Linked DNA regions of Mus musculus: regions 1 and 3 are each linked to region 2. A link is a contact called in public promoter capture Hi-C data. All regions are on one chromosome and are shown on one strand. The core of a region is the stretch at or near the end of the contact, and the rest is flanking DNA. Distances in the headings are between cores, read along the strand shown. Region 1 holds the start of Doxl2 (diamine oxidase-like protein 2). Region 2 holds the start of Tra2a (transformer 2 alpha). Region 3 holds the start of Tmem176a (transmembrane protein 176A).

Region 1 (3,576 bases), core at 960-3,459, 290 kb before region 2:
CACACACACACACACACACACACACAAAGAGAGAGGGGGGGAGAAAGAGAGAGAGAGGCAGAGAGACAGAGACAGAGACAGAGAAGAACATGAAGGAAAATAGCCCAGAGCTAAGAAATTGCATGGGGTGTATGGAAATGTTCACAGCACCCTCTACAGACTAAAGCACAAATCGTTAGAAGGACAGTGGGTGGCCCTTTAATGAAGTTAAGCCTAAGAATGAGAGTCCCTTGGTAGGCAAGGGTTCTGGACAACTTTGACCAGAGGAACAGAATATGAACTTAGTATATAGAAACAAGTGGGCAAGCTTGTCTTTGGGGAAGAAGCCAATAGAAAATTGAACCCTGAGTTGTGCTCCCCATACATGTGAGTGCGACATGTGATGTAAGGAAACACATTTCCAAACAGAAACGTGTTGACAGTGCGCAGGTTCTATGCCCAGCTCTCCACCATGTCCCTGGAGAGTGCCTAAGCTTCCTTAGCTAAATTCCTGTTCTAAGATTGAATTTTATAGCCAGACATGGTGGCATACACCTTTAATCCCAGCACTTGGGAGGCAGAGGCAGGCAGATCTCTGAGTTGGAGGCCAGCCTGGTCTACAGAGCAAGTTCCAGGACAGCCCAAACTACATAGAGAAACGCTGTCTTGAGAAAAAAAAAAAACAAACAAACAAGAAACTCCCCATCAGAACTGTTGACTGTACCCAGGACCCCTGTAACTGGCCCAGTACCACAGGCTTCTAAGCCCCTCACTGGCTTTCTCCACAAAAGATTTCTAATGTGGGAACCTATGGCAATGAATTACCTATGATAAAAAGGACCACTCAGAATCCTTCCACCTCCTCACAGGCCTCATCAAGCCTTGACCTCATCAAGACCTCATGAGTGAAACTCCTGCTGGAGACCCAGACGGAGCCTTGAGTGGAGAGCAAAGGTCAGATGGGGACTTCCAACATCCATGACCGGTGCAAGGCTTTGGGGAGGGGCGTTCATCTGGAAGCCAGGAACACCCCAGTCAGGATCTGCAGAAGCAAGGCCTGATGGCAGATTCAGCAGCCAGCTCATGTGTAAAGCCAGTGTGTCCCGGGAATGCTGTATACAGCAGGACCTGGCGGGAAGTCTCACCAGAAGGTACAAGAAAGAACAGGGCTGCAGGGGCTGAGGTCTGTGAGTACCCCAAAAATCCCTGCCTTTCTAGCTGGTGGGAATAGACTAGATTTACAGTTGTCAACTCCCACCTTGTGCATGGGCCTTAGATACATTTAGATGGCTGCCCATCACCCCAACATAGGTGTCACTATTGCACCATACAGGCTGCCTTTGCCAGGCTGTTCATTTGTATGCTTTACAGTTCAGTAGGACTATTGATAGTTTTTCTTTCTGGGAAGTTTGAACTGACCTTGGGAAAGCATAAGACCCAGTCCTTAAGTAGGAGGCTTCCAAGTCAGACAAGACTAAATTCCTTCAAGTCTTTTATCCGAAGGATGTAATGTCTCCAGCAGTTGAGTCTTACCTTCAAGCTGTGAGAAGCAACCAATGGCAATGCCAATAGCCTACACTACTCTGGTGGTCTCACAGAAATCCCCCTGACCAACAACCCAAAGGGAAGCTTCCCAGGGCTGGCACAGGGCTTGCTGTTGGTCAACAGCTCTTCTGAGGGATCAATATCATCTTGGGTAGTGTAATTCTCTTTAAGTGTGTCTATGTCTTTGTTTCTGTGTCCGTGTCCGTGTCCGTGTCTATGTCTTTGTGTCTGTGTCTGTGTCTGTGTCTGTGTCTGTGTCTGTGTCTGTGTCTGTGTCTGTGTCTGTGTCTGTGTCTGTCTGTGTCTGTGTCTCTGTGTAGAGAAGTGTTTTTTCAGTAAGCTTATAAAAATGTTTCCCTGTGGCTTTTTCAAACATTATCTCTCCATCCCACCGGCCTTACTTTCTTGTATCATCCTCCCTTCTTGTGCTTTAAACGTTTCACCTAAATTTCAGCATGCAGCCCTCTAAATGATCATCTGTTGACTCACAAATGGAATTTTGCTCTTACTGCAGCCCTCTGGCCACCAGAGCTCAGGCCATGTGTAGCCCTTGAGGAGCAAGCCTTGGGCTGTTGTGACTCACTGCACCCTGCTGAAGAATGTTCCTCAGTGTTATAACACCAAAAGGGGAAAACAGTAGGAGATAAGAAAATGTATAAAAGGTTTTACCCTGGAGGAAGTAGGTGGATGCACATGAGGACCTGAACAGCACTGTGAACTGTGAGTAAAGACCCAGAGATTCCAGCTCTGGCTTCAGCTGCGTAAGGGAGGAAGCACAGTCAGGGGGGATAAGACAGGACTTAGAGACAAGGTGCTCTTGAGTGCTGGCTTGGAGACAGATATACCTAAGTTCTCTCCTCTCTTCTGCTGAGTTCCAGAGCCATGGGGTTGGCACAAAGGAGCTTGGCACTGGGCTGCATGGCCATCGTGTTGGTTCTACAGGAGACCATGGCAGAGTACCCCAGCTGGATGTTGAATGGCAAGGCCCAGGTGTTCTCAGACCTGAGCATCCAGGAGATGGAGGCTGTGCACAGCTTCCTGATGGGCAGGACGGAGCTGGAGCTGCAGCCATCCGGCACACAGGCTTTGGACAAGAATTCTGTGTTCCTCATTGAGACTCTGCTGCCCAACAAGAAGGTGGTCCTAGAGTTTCTGAATAAAGGAACCAGACCTCCTGTGCGGGAAGCCCGTGTCATCATTTTCTTTAGTGCCCAGGAGCACCCCAATGTCACCGAGTTTGCTGTAGGGCCCCTGCCACAGCCCATCTACATGAGAGAACTGTTCCCCAGGCCAGAGAAACATCGATCCTGGGCATCCAGACCCATGTCCAAAGCAGAGCAAAGCCTTCTCTACCACAAAATCAAGGAGGCCACCACACCCTTAAAGGGGTTTTTCCTTGACACCACTGGCTTCTCATTAGAGGACTGCAATGGCCAGTGTCTGACCTTCACCCATGTGGCCCCCCATAGTGTGGAGTCTAGACATCGGGCCACCTGGTTCCTCTTGCAGCGCATTGTAAAAGATCGCCTGCTACAACCCACAGGTCTGGAGGTCCTTGTGGATCATGGGAGCACAGATATCCGAGACTGGAGAGTAGAGCAGGTCTGGTATAATGGGAAGCTCTACAGCAGCCCAGAGGAACTGGCTCAGAAATATGCAGATGGAGAAGTGGACACGGTGGTCCTCAAGGACCTGCGTCCCAAGAACACAGAGCTGCCACAAGTCTTTAACAAGCCTGGTGGGAAATTCGCAGCGCCCCTCAGAAAATCTGGGCCCCATGTGAAACAAGCCAATGATTCCAGATACCACCTAGAGGGTAACACTGTGATCTACAAAGACTGGAGTTTCTCCTTCCAGCTTCGACCATCTTCTGGGCTGCAGATATTGAATGTGCACTTCAGGAATGAGTATATAGCCTATGAGATTGGCGTGCAAGGTGCTATGGCTGTGCATAGAGAAAAAACACCTGCAGGAGAACTGACCAAAACCATGGATCTAGGCTGGAGCCTGGGCACTGTAACTCACGAGTTAGCCCCTGGCATCAACTGTCCA
Region 2 (3,814 bases), core at 1,075-3,574:
AAACAAAGCACTGTATTTAAATACTTAGCTGCTTTAAGAAGAGGAGTGGTACAGCACTTGCCTGGTATGCAAAAGGCCTGGGTTCCACTCCCACAAAGCTCAAAAACAACAAAAATCAATATGAACCCCCCCACAAGCCTCTAGCCTTCTAATTCTTTATGTAATTACAAGTCTGTTCAATCATAATTTAAGAATACAAAACAAAAACTGTTACATCTTAAAGAGCTGTAACTGACCCTGAAAGCGCTGATGTAAACTGAACCACAGGTACTGCTGTACTACTAATGGCAGAAGAGAGGGAGCTAGAAAGTCCCTATCTGTTAACTAGGTTGTTAATACCTAAATAAACTGAAAAGTGGATAGGAATCTTCAATAATTTGTGGGAAGGTGGTAATTATCCACTACTCCTTCCACTAGAGGACAAATGGGAGAACCAGAGCAGCAATCAGAGCCATCAGAGCAACACTGGTACAAGTCCCACAGACTAAACCAGGAACAATAACAACAAAACAACACACCCAAACCCCAACCGTCTTTTCCTAATTACTTAGTTTCACAAGTAATACAACTACGTGAAATATTTACTTCATAGTCTTTAAAAGTTGTTAGTACAATAAAACAATCCTAAAAATAGTAAGCAGGTTCAACTCAATCGTTGTGTGCAAATTTCATTCAAATAATCCAATCAAAGTTAAATGTAGTTATGACCTTGTCCTAGTGCATTAAATAAAAAAATAAACAAACAAAATGCACCCTCTTTTCTCAAGATCAAAACCCTAACTGACCGTATATGACTTGACTGACAGAGTACAGGTGTCTAAATCCCGAGCTTCCAAAAGGGACAAATTCTTTCCTTCAGCAAAGCCCTCCAGCGGCTTTTTTCCACCCGCCCCTCCTCCACTAGAATACCAACACAACTGCCAGCCCTCGAGTACCATGGGACTTTTGTTTCCCTTTTTTTTCCTTCCATGGTTTTACCAGGACTCACTTCCATTAATTTCCAATACTAGGGTAACTTCGGAATAAAACTCAAAAACCGGTAACGTTCTAATAATATACTCAAGCTTTGTGAATATACGGTTTATACTCACAAGACCTCAGATAACCAAAGTCTTGAGTCCCTTTTCCGGGGAATGGGTGAGAAAAACGGGGGAGGGTCTGTAAATTTCAGGTATAATCTTTTGAGTTAACAATGATTAGCTTTTTTCTTTTCTTTTTTGAAAACTGAGGCAAGAAATTTGTTCAGTTACGTAAGGTTTAAAGTAAGATGTCTTGGCAGTTTAGCCATAAAGATCTGTAAAGGAGTTTTCAGAGGAATGGTCACAGGAAGGAAAGCTTTGGAAGTTGAGACATAAAGAACCCAACATCTAGCTGTTAGGAAAACAGGCGTCACTGCATTTCCACATTCATTTAGAAGCGAAAGGAAAGAGGACATTAAGGGGAAAGGCTCTTGCGTAGTTTTCCCTTCCCCGCTCGCTCTCGTCTTAAGGACTCTTAAGGGTCGCTGCGGTCGTTGACTAACCACTTCACTGGGCTCGTCCCACCTTCAACCTCAAGGCTTTCGCCTTTACAGACGCGACGCCGCCGGTTCCGACGGAGACGCGGCCGCTCACTGCAACAGAGAGCCAAGGAGACAACAGGCCCCAGCTAGTCCCGCGCCAGCGATTCCCCGCCCGGACAGCAGCCCCGCGCACTTCTGACCCCGAGACCCCGCTGCGATGGCCGGAGGAGGGGTGGTGGTGGCCCGAGATGCCACCGCAGGAAGCACCTACCACTATCCGGCCGGAGGGAGCGCCCCGCCGCCTCCTGCCCCACCGCGCCGGGGACCCGCACCTCGGAGCAGAGATGGGAAGCTGAGAGGAAAGGGAGCGACAGGAGAGGATAGGACCAGGCCAGGTACCAGTCAGCCGCCAGAAAGGAGCGCTGCGGGCTAGTGGGGCATCTGGGCACGCAGGGGGACCCCGAAGCCATCTTGGGACGTGACGCGCTCGCGGTGGCCCTCAAGGCTGCTCCTGAGGGCCCCGCCACCTCGCCCGACCGACCGCGCTCGTCCCCGAGCCCCGGAGCATCGGGCCGCCGCCGAAGACGGCTCCCGCGGCTTTGTACTCACTCTGCCCTCGAAGTTGTTCTCCTCTACATCACTCATGTCGGCCAGGCGCTCCCGAGAACTAAATAAGAGATATGTCTCGGCTCGAGGGCCGACGGCCTAGTCACCGCGCTGTTCGGACTGTGGGGAGGAAGAAGGCGACGGCTACAACGGCCAGTGCGTTCCACTCCCACCAGCTCGCACGTTCAGGCAAAATGGCGCCCGTGCCGCCAGAAACCTCCTGGTGTCCCCGGCGCCTGACGTCAAGGGGCGGACCTGTGATGACGTCGTCGCGAACCCCGCCTCCGCCCCGGGAGGCTTTGTGTCCGCCTGGCCTAGCGCGGGAGATTGGCGGGTTTCAAGAGCTTGCTGTTTGGCGTTGGGTCGGTTTGTCCTCCGGGTGCTGGAATTAAAGGCGTGTGTCATCGCCTGGCTTTGCCTGTGGGGTTTTGTTCTTGAGTTTTTTTGGTTTTGTTCTCTTTAGGTATGGAACTCAGGTCTTTCTTGCATAGCAAAACAAACCAACCAAAAACAAGCAAACAAAAACCCAACAAACAAACCGACTTTTCCAGCTGAGTTTTCCTTATCCCCAGTATCTGCCCCCCCCCCTTTTTTTTTTTTTGGTTTGGTTTTTTTACAGAGACAGGGTTTCTCTGTATAGCCTTGGCTGTCCTGGAACTCACTTTGTAGGCCAGGCTGGCCTCGAACTCAGAAATCTGCCTGCCTCTGCCTTCCGAGTGCTGGGATTAAAGGCGTGAGCCACCACGCCCGGCTAGTATCTGCCCTTTTAAACGTTGAAATAACAATATATACACAGATGGGGTTATACTGAAAAGCCATGAGTTTCTCACTCTTCTCTGCTTCCAAACCTCAAGACAGGGTTTCTGTGTAACCCTGGCTGTCCTGGAACTCCCTCTGTAGACCAGGCTGGCCTGGAACTCACAGAAATCTGCCTGCCTCTGCCTCCCAAGTTCTGGGAATAAAGGCATGAGCTCCCACCACAGCGGGGGGCATTTTAATTGAAGTTCCCTCCTCTCAGGTGACCTTATCTGTGCCAAGTTGATAGAAAATTATCCAGCACACCTAGCATGTACTAGGCTCTGGGTTTAGTCCTCAACACTGTAGAACATGTAAATAAATAAAAATAAATTGGGGGAATATATTGTTTGGCAACATTAGTATCCATACTTCTTGCTCTAGAAAAATAAGGAACACCAGCACAAATAATGAATTCACAAAGACCTGAAATAGCTGGGTGTGGTGATCTGTGCCTGTGATCCCACCACTTAGGCGTCTAGAAGGAAGGACTGTTGGAAGTTCCAGCCAACCTGAGATATAAAAAGAGAGCCTATCAGAAATGTCAGAGAGCTAGTTATCAAACTCTTTAAAAAAAAAAAGATTTATTATATGTAAGTACACTGTAGCTGTCTTCAGACACACCAGAAGAGGGTGTTAGATCTCATTATGGATGGCTGTGAACCACCATGTGGTTGCTGGGATTTGAACTCAGGACCTTCAGAAGAGCAGTCAGTGCTCTTAACCGCTGAGCTATCCCTCCAGCCCCCATTATTAAACTCTTAATGGTTTGGACTCAGCCACAACAGGAAGATTTATGTTGTGAATATCAGCAAATCATTTTTCTTCCTCTTTCTTTCAGAGAGCTCATTATTAAATACTTACCCTTCTATTCATGTAATATCATGTAAGTTAATATGTAGTGTTATTTTG
Region 3 (3,717 bases), core at 1,074-3,573, 420 kb before region 2:
CCCTTTGTATGACAACCAGGGTGGAAAGAATAATGCATTTTAGTGGCTGTTGTCAGTGACACCCCCCCCCCCGCCCCCAGCAGATGTGGTAGCAATGACCACATAGGCGTTTCATCCAAGAATGGAGCGGCTTTCCCCCAACCTCCATGGAGTGTGCCAGCTACTTCTGCTTTCTTACCTAAGAGATATCACATTCTATTGTAGGTTTTCATTTAATGCAAACACTTGCTCCATTTTCAATGCTTATCTTGAAGTCTGACAAATGTCTATCTTCATCCAAACACAGCTACAATCAAGGCATAGGAATGTGTGTATTGTAAAAAGTTCCCTCCATGTGTGGTGGCACACACCTTTAAACACAACACCCTGGAGGCAGAGGCAGGTAGATTTCTGTGAGTTGGAGGATAGCCTGGACTACATAGCAAGTTCTGGGTCAGCCAGGTATACACAATGAGATCCTGTCTGAAAAATAAAAATAACGATTCCCCAGGACTCTCCCCACATAAAGCCTCTTCCCTGGCTCTCCAGCTTGGTTCTCTCACCGTTTCAGTGGCTGGCTGGCTATTTGTTTTGAAAGGCATTTTTTAGTTTATGCTTTTGTGAGTTCCTCCTCCTCACATGTCCTGATTTTTTTCATAGAAGTTCTTTTATATCTGAAAATTACGACCGGCAATATGCACCCCTAGTCACACACCCACATGAACAGGCATGTTTAAATTACAAACATGCAGTAATTTTAAAAAAGATGTTGATCTTTGGACTGTATATCATAATTTGGTAGATACAGAGGCAAGGACCTATGGTGCTGGTCCAGGTATTAATTTCTGAAAAACAGTTTCTACTGTGGTCTGTGGTATATATTACTTTTCTCCCACTGAATAAAACCACTGTTCCGAGTTTCCATAGGGCCTCAGGCAGGCCCATGAGGTCTTCATATTCTGCCTGATTACTTCCTCAGCGTGGCCTCCATTCTAATCAGCACAGAGCTTAACACAGCTTCCCACTGTCTCCTGTTATGGGCTTATAACAACCATTTAGCCCCTCTGATGGCTTGCCTCTGTCCAAAAGAAGTTCTGCCCAGTGGCTCTCCTGGGCAGTCTGGTTAAGCATCAGTTCTGACTGGATATTGACGGCCACTCCAGTCACTTCCCTTTGCATCCCTTCATGTTCTCCCCCACGCCACGGAGCACCTTCCACTCACCCGTGCACCTCAGAGCCGAAAGCACAGGAGTCTGACAACTTTTCAGGAGGGACGAAGAGAAACACAAATGAAGGCCTCAGGTTCACACCTTCCCTTGAGGTTCCAGGAATAAAGTCTCAGTTGTCTGGGTGCTGGCCCCCTCTAGACCCCCAGTGCTATCCCTGCCCTGGCCACCCAGAATCCCTCTGCTTCCTCTGCAGAGCAGGAACTAAAGCCCTAGGCACCAAGAAGCCTCTCACCACTTCTGGCACCGCTCCAGATAGTGGCTCTCTGATATCCCTCCTCCCAGTGTTCAGAAACAAAGAAAAAGAACACCCCGTGTCCCCACAGCTGTCCCACCTCTGCGTGGTCTCAAAGGCCCTGCTCTTAGAACGCAGGCGTGAGGCACTGATAACTATGGAAGGTAAAGCCAGACTCTGACCTCCCCAGCCTCAGCCCTGTTTCCAGAGTCACATCCTCTGTCCAACACATCCCTCCCTCCCCAGAGTCCTACAGGAAAGCAGAGATAGAAGGAAGGAGAAGCATCCTGAGCCAAGATGGAGCTTGAGGAGTAGACTTGGAGACTCTTCCAGAGAAGAAGGAACCCTATGCTTCAAAAGGGGGCTACCAAGGGGCCGTGAAGGGTCCTGTCTCACCTGCTGTCCTCTGCGATGGGTGGGGCTGGAACTGAGAGGTCTGGGAGGAGCTGGCTTAAAGCTGACCCCAGAGAGAGGAGAGCAAGAAGGGGGTGGAGGGATGGGGCCTGACATGGAGTCTCTCAGTTTGCCAGCAAGTAGCTGACAGGAAAGGGCCCCACTTGAGGGGGGTCCATCAGGAGTAGATGATCAGGCCTGCTGGAGCAGGGATACAGGTGACACAGATACACTCATACACCCAAGGTGGCACAGGCCAGCACCTGCTCAGAAAGCTCTATCCCTGACTGGGAGAGAGAGCACTGTGCAATCAAAGGATTCCACAGGAACAATCAGTGCCAACCCCAGCTCTTACCTCGCCCACCTTCTCCAGCTCTCCAGTGCCCAGTGAGGAGCTGCCTGCTGGAAAACCCCTAAAGGGGCCCTCAGTCCCAGCTGCCTGCCAGGAAGTGTTGAGGTCTGCCCATTCCCCCTCCCCTTCTGGCTCCCACCCAGGTTCTTCCTCCTGCCAGGGCTGAAGTTCTCAACTACTGCCAGCGCCTCTGTGTGAGCTCTGGCCTTCCCTGCTGCACACTTCCCCGGTCCCAGAGGAATCAGGTAAGACAGCCCACCATCACTTTAGCATAGCTCGTTTCCCAGTCCATCCAGATCCATCCAGTCTGACGCCCTGCGAGCTTGCTAGGGGAGTGGACACACTGGGGTGTGCCTCCAGGGACAGGTATGGCCTCCATCTCTACCACTCAATTCTGTGGGGACAGGGTCAGTCAGTGCTTGTCGTTCATCCAAGGAGATGGTGGCGTCTGGGTGAGGTGGTCCCTGGGACCCTGGTAGGGAAGAGATAATTGCAACAGAAGCTTATGGGGCAGTTAGAGGGGGACACTGTTTAAGGGGCTTGGCCTCTGACCTGGATTCAGAAAATGCTGGGGAGAAGAGATCCAATCAGAGGTTGGGTGAAGAGATAGGTTGTGTGCGTTCTGCTTGATCCAAACATCAGGCTCCTGAAGACCATGGCAGTGGGGCACAAAGCAAATGTGGGGTGAAGCGGGTACTCCAGCATCAGGCTTCCCTGACAGACAACCCTCCAAAAGAGCTGAAGATACAGCTCCACAGCCAGGGGCAGCCATTCTGTGTCTCTGTTAGCCCCCAACTCCAAGCCGCCTCTGAAACATCTGCCAAATATTTCTTCCTGCTTTTCCTTTTCTCCCTCACAGACGATGTCCACAGACATGGAGACTGCAGTCGTCGGCAAGGTGGACCCTGAGGCTCCACAACCCACCCACATTGATGTGCACATCCACCAGGAGTCTGCTCTGGCCAAACTTCTGCTGGCCGGATGCTCATTGCTAAGGATTCCAGCATCCGCTTCCACCCAGAGCCAGGGCAGCAGCAGAGTGCTGGTGGCCTCCTGGGTGAGAGTAGCTACGTGCTTGATGGGCCCAGGGAGGGACCCTCATTTGGGCCATATTTTCCTCTGGCCTCCTCTATACATCTGTCCTCCTAAGACATTGAGTTGATTTTGTCTGTGTGTACAGACAGTTGCAGCTAACAGGTAGCCCTGCTGCTGGAGAGCTGTGTTTCAAGTCCTCTCTCTTCCAGGTGGTGCAGACTGTGCTGGGGGCTCTGAGTGTGGTTCTGGGTGGAACCCTCTACATAGGCCATTATTTAGCCATGTATTCCGAAGGCGCCCCCTTCTGGACTGGGATCGTGGTGAGTGTGGCATCATGAAGGTCCAGGGCTGTCTGAGAGCACAGGGATGGCGGTCCCTTTGCTTCCCTTCCACCACCACCATTGATGTGGCACCCCAGAGTATGTAGCCAAACAAGACCTGAATTAAGTAAGCCAGTCTGGTGCTTGTGTACATGACAAATGATGAAATGGTCGCCT

The links. Promoter capture Hi-C pulls out the DNA fragments that hold promoters and counts their contacts. Capture Hi-C pulls out chosen DNA fragments and counts their contacts.
Region 1: a promoter capture Hi-C map of stem cell-derived epiblast-like cells shows a contact between it and region 2, with 2.1 times the contacts expected there. The contact joins the promoter of Doxl2 here to the promoter of Tra2a in region 2. A contact is called at or near these places in 3 of 39 promoter capture datasets (the 3T3-L1 cell line, frontonasal cranial neural crest and stem cell-derived epiblast-like cells).
Region 3: a contact with region 2 is called in a promoter capture Hi-C map of liver. The contact joins the promoter of Tmem176a here to the promoter of Tra2a in region 2. A contact is called at or near these places in 5 of 39 promoter capture datasets (the 3T3-L1 cell line, 3T3-L1-derived adipocytes, the HPC-7 cell line and 2 more), 1 of 115 datasets of contacts at active chromatin or transcription factors (bone marrow-derived macrophages) and 1 of 9 other capture datasets (liver).

What each region holds. Positions count from the first base shown.
Region 1 is chr6:48,972,737-48,976,312 of GRCm38.p6, forward strand. Doxl2 (diamine oxidase-like protein 2) reads left to right here and starts at 2,210. Exons shown (of 4, transcript NM_001029987.2): 1 at 2,210-3,576. The coding sequence starts at 2,407.
Region 2 is chr6:49,261,728-49,265,541 of GRCm38.p6, forward strand. Tra2a (transformer 2 alpha) reads right to left here and starts at 2,325. Exons shown (of 8, transcript NM_198102.2): 1 at 2,111-2,325. The coding sequence starts at 2,146.
Region 3 is chr6:48,839,160-48,842,876 of GRCm38.p6, forward strand. Tmem176a (transmembrane protein 176A) reads left to right here and starts at 2,324. Exons shown (of 7, transcript NM_025326.4): 1 at 2,324-2,430; 2 at 3,045-3,242; 3 at 3,430-3,540. The coding sequence starts at 3,048. It overlaps Tmem176b (transmembrane protein 176B), which reads right to left and starts at 2,215. Exons shown (of 7, transcript NM_001164207.1): 1 at 1,837-2,215.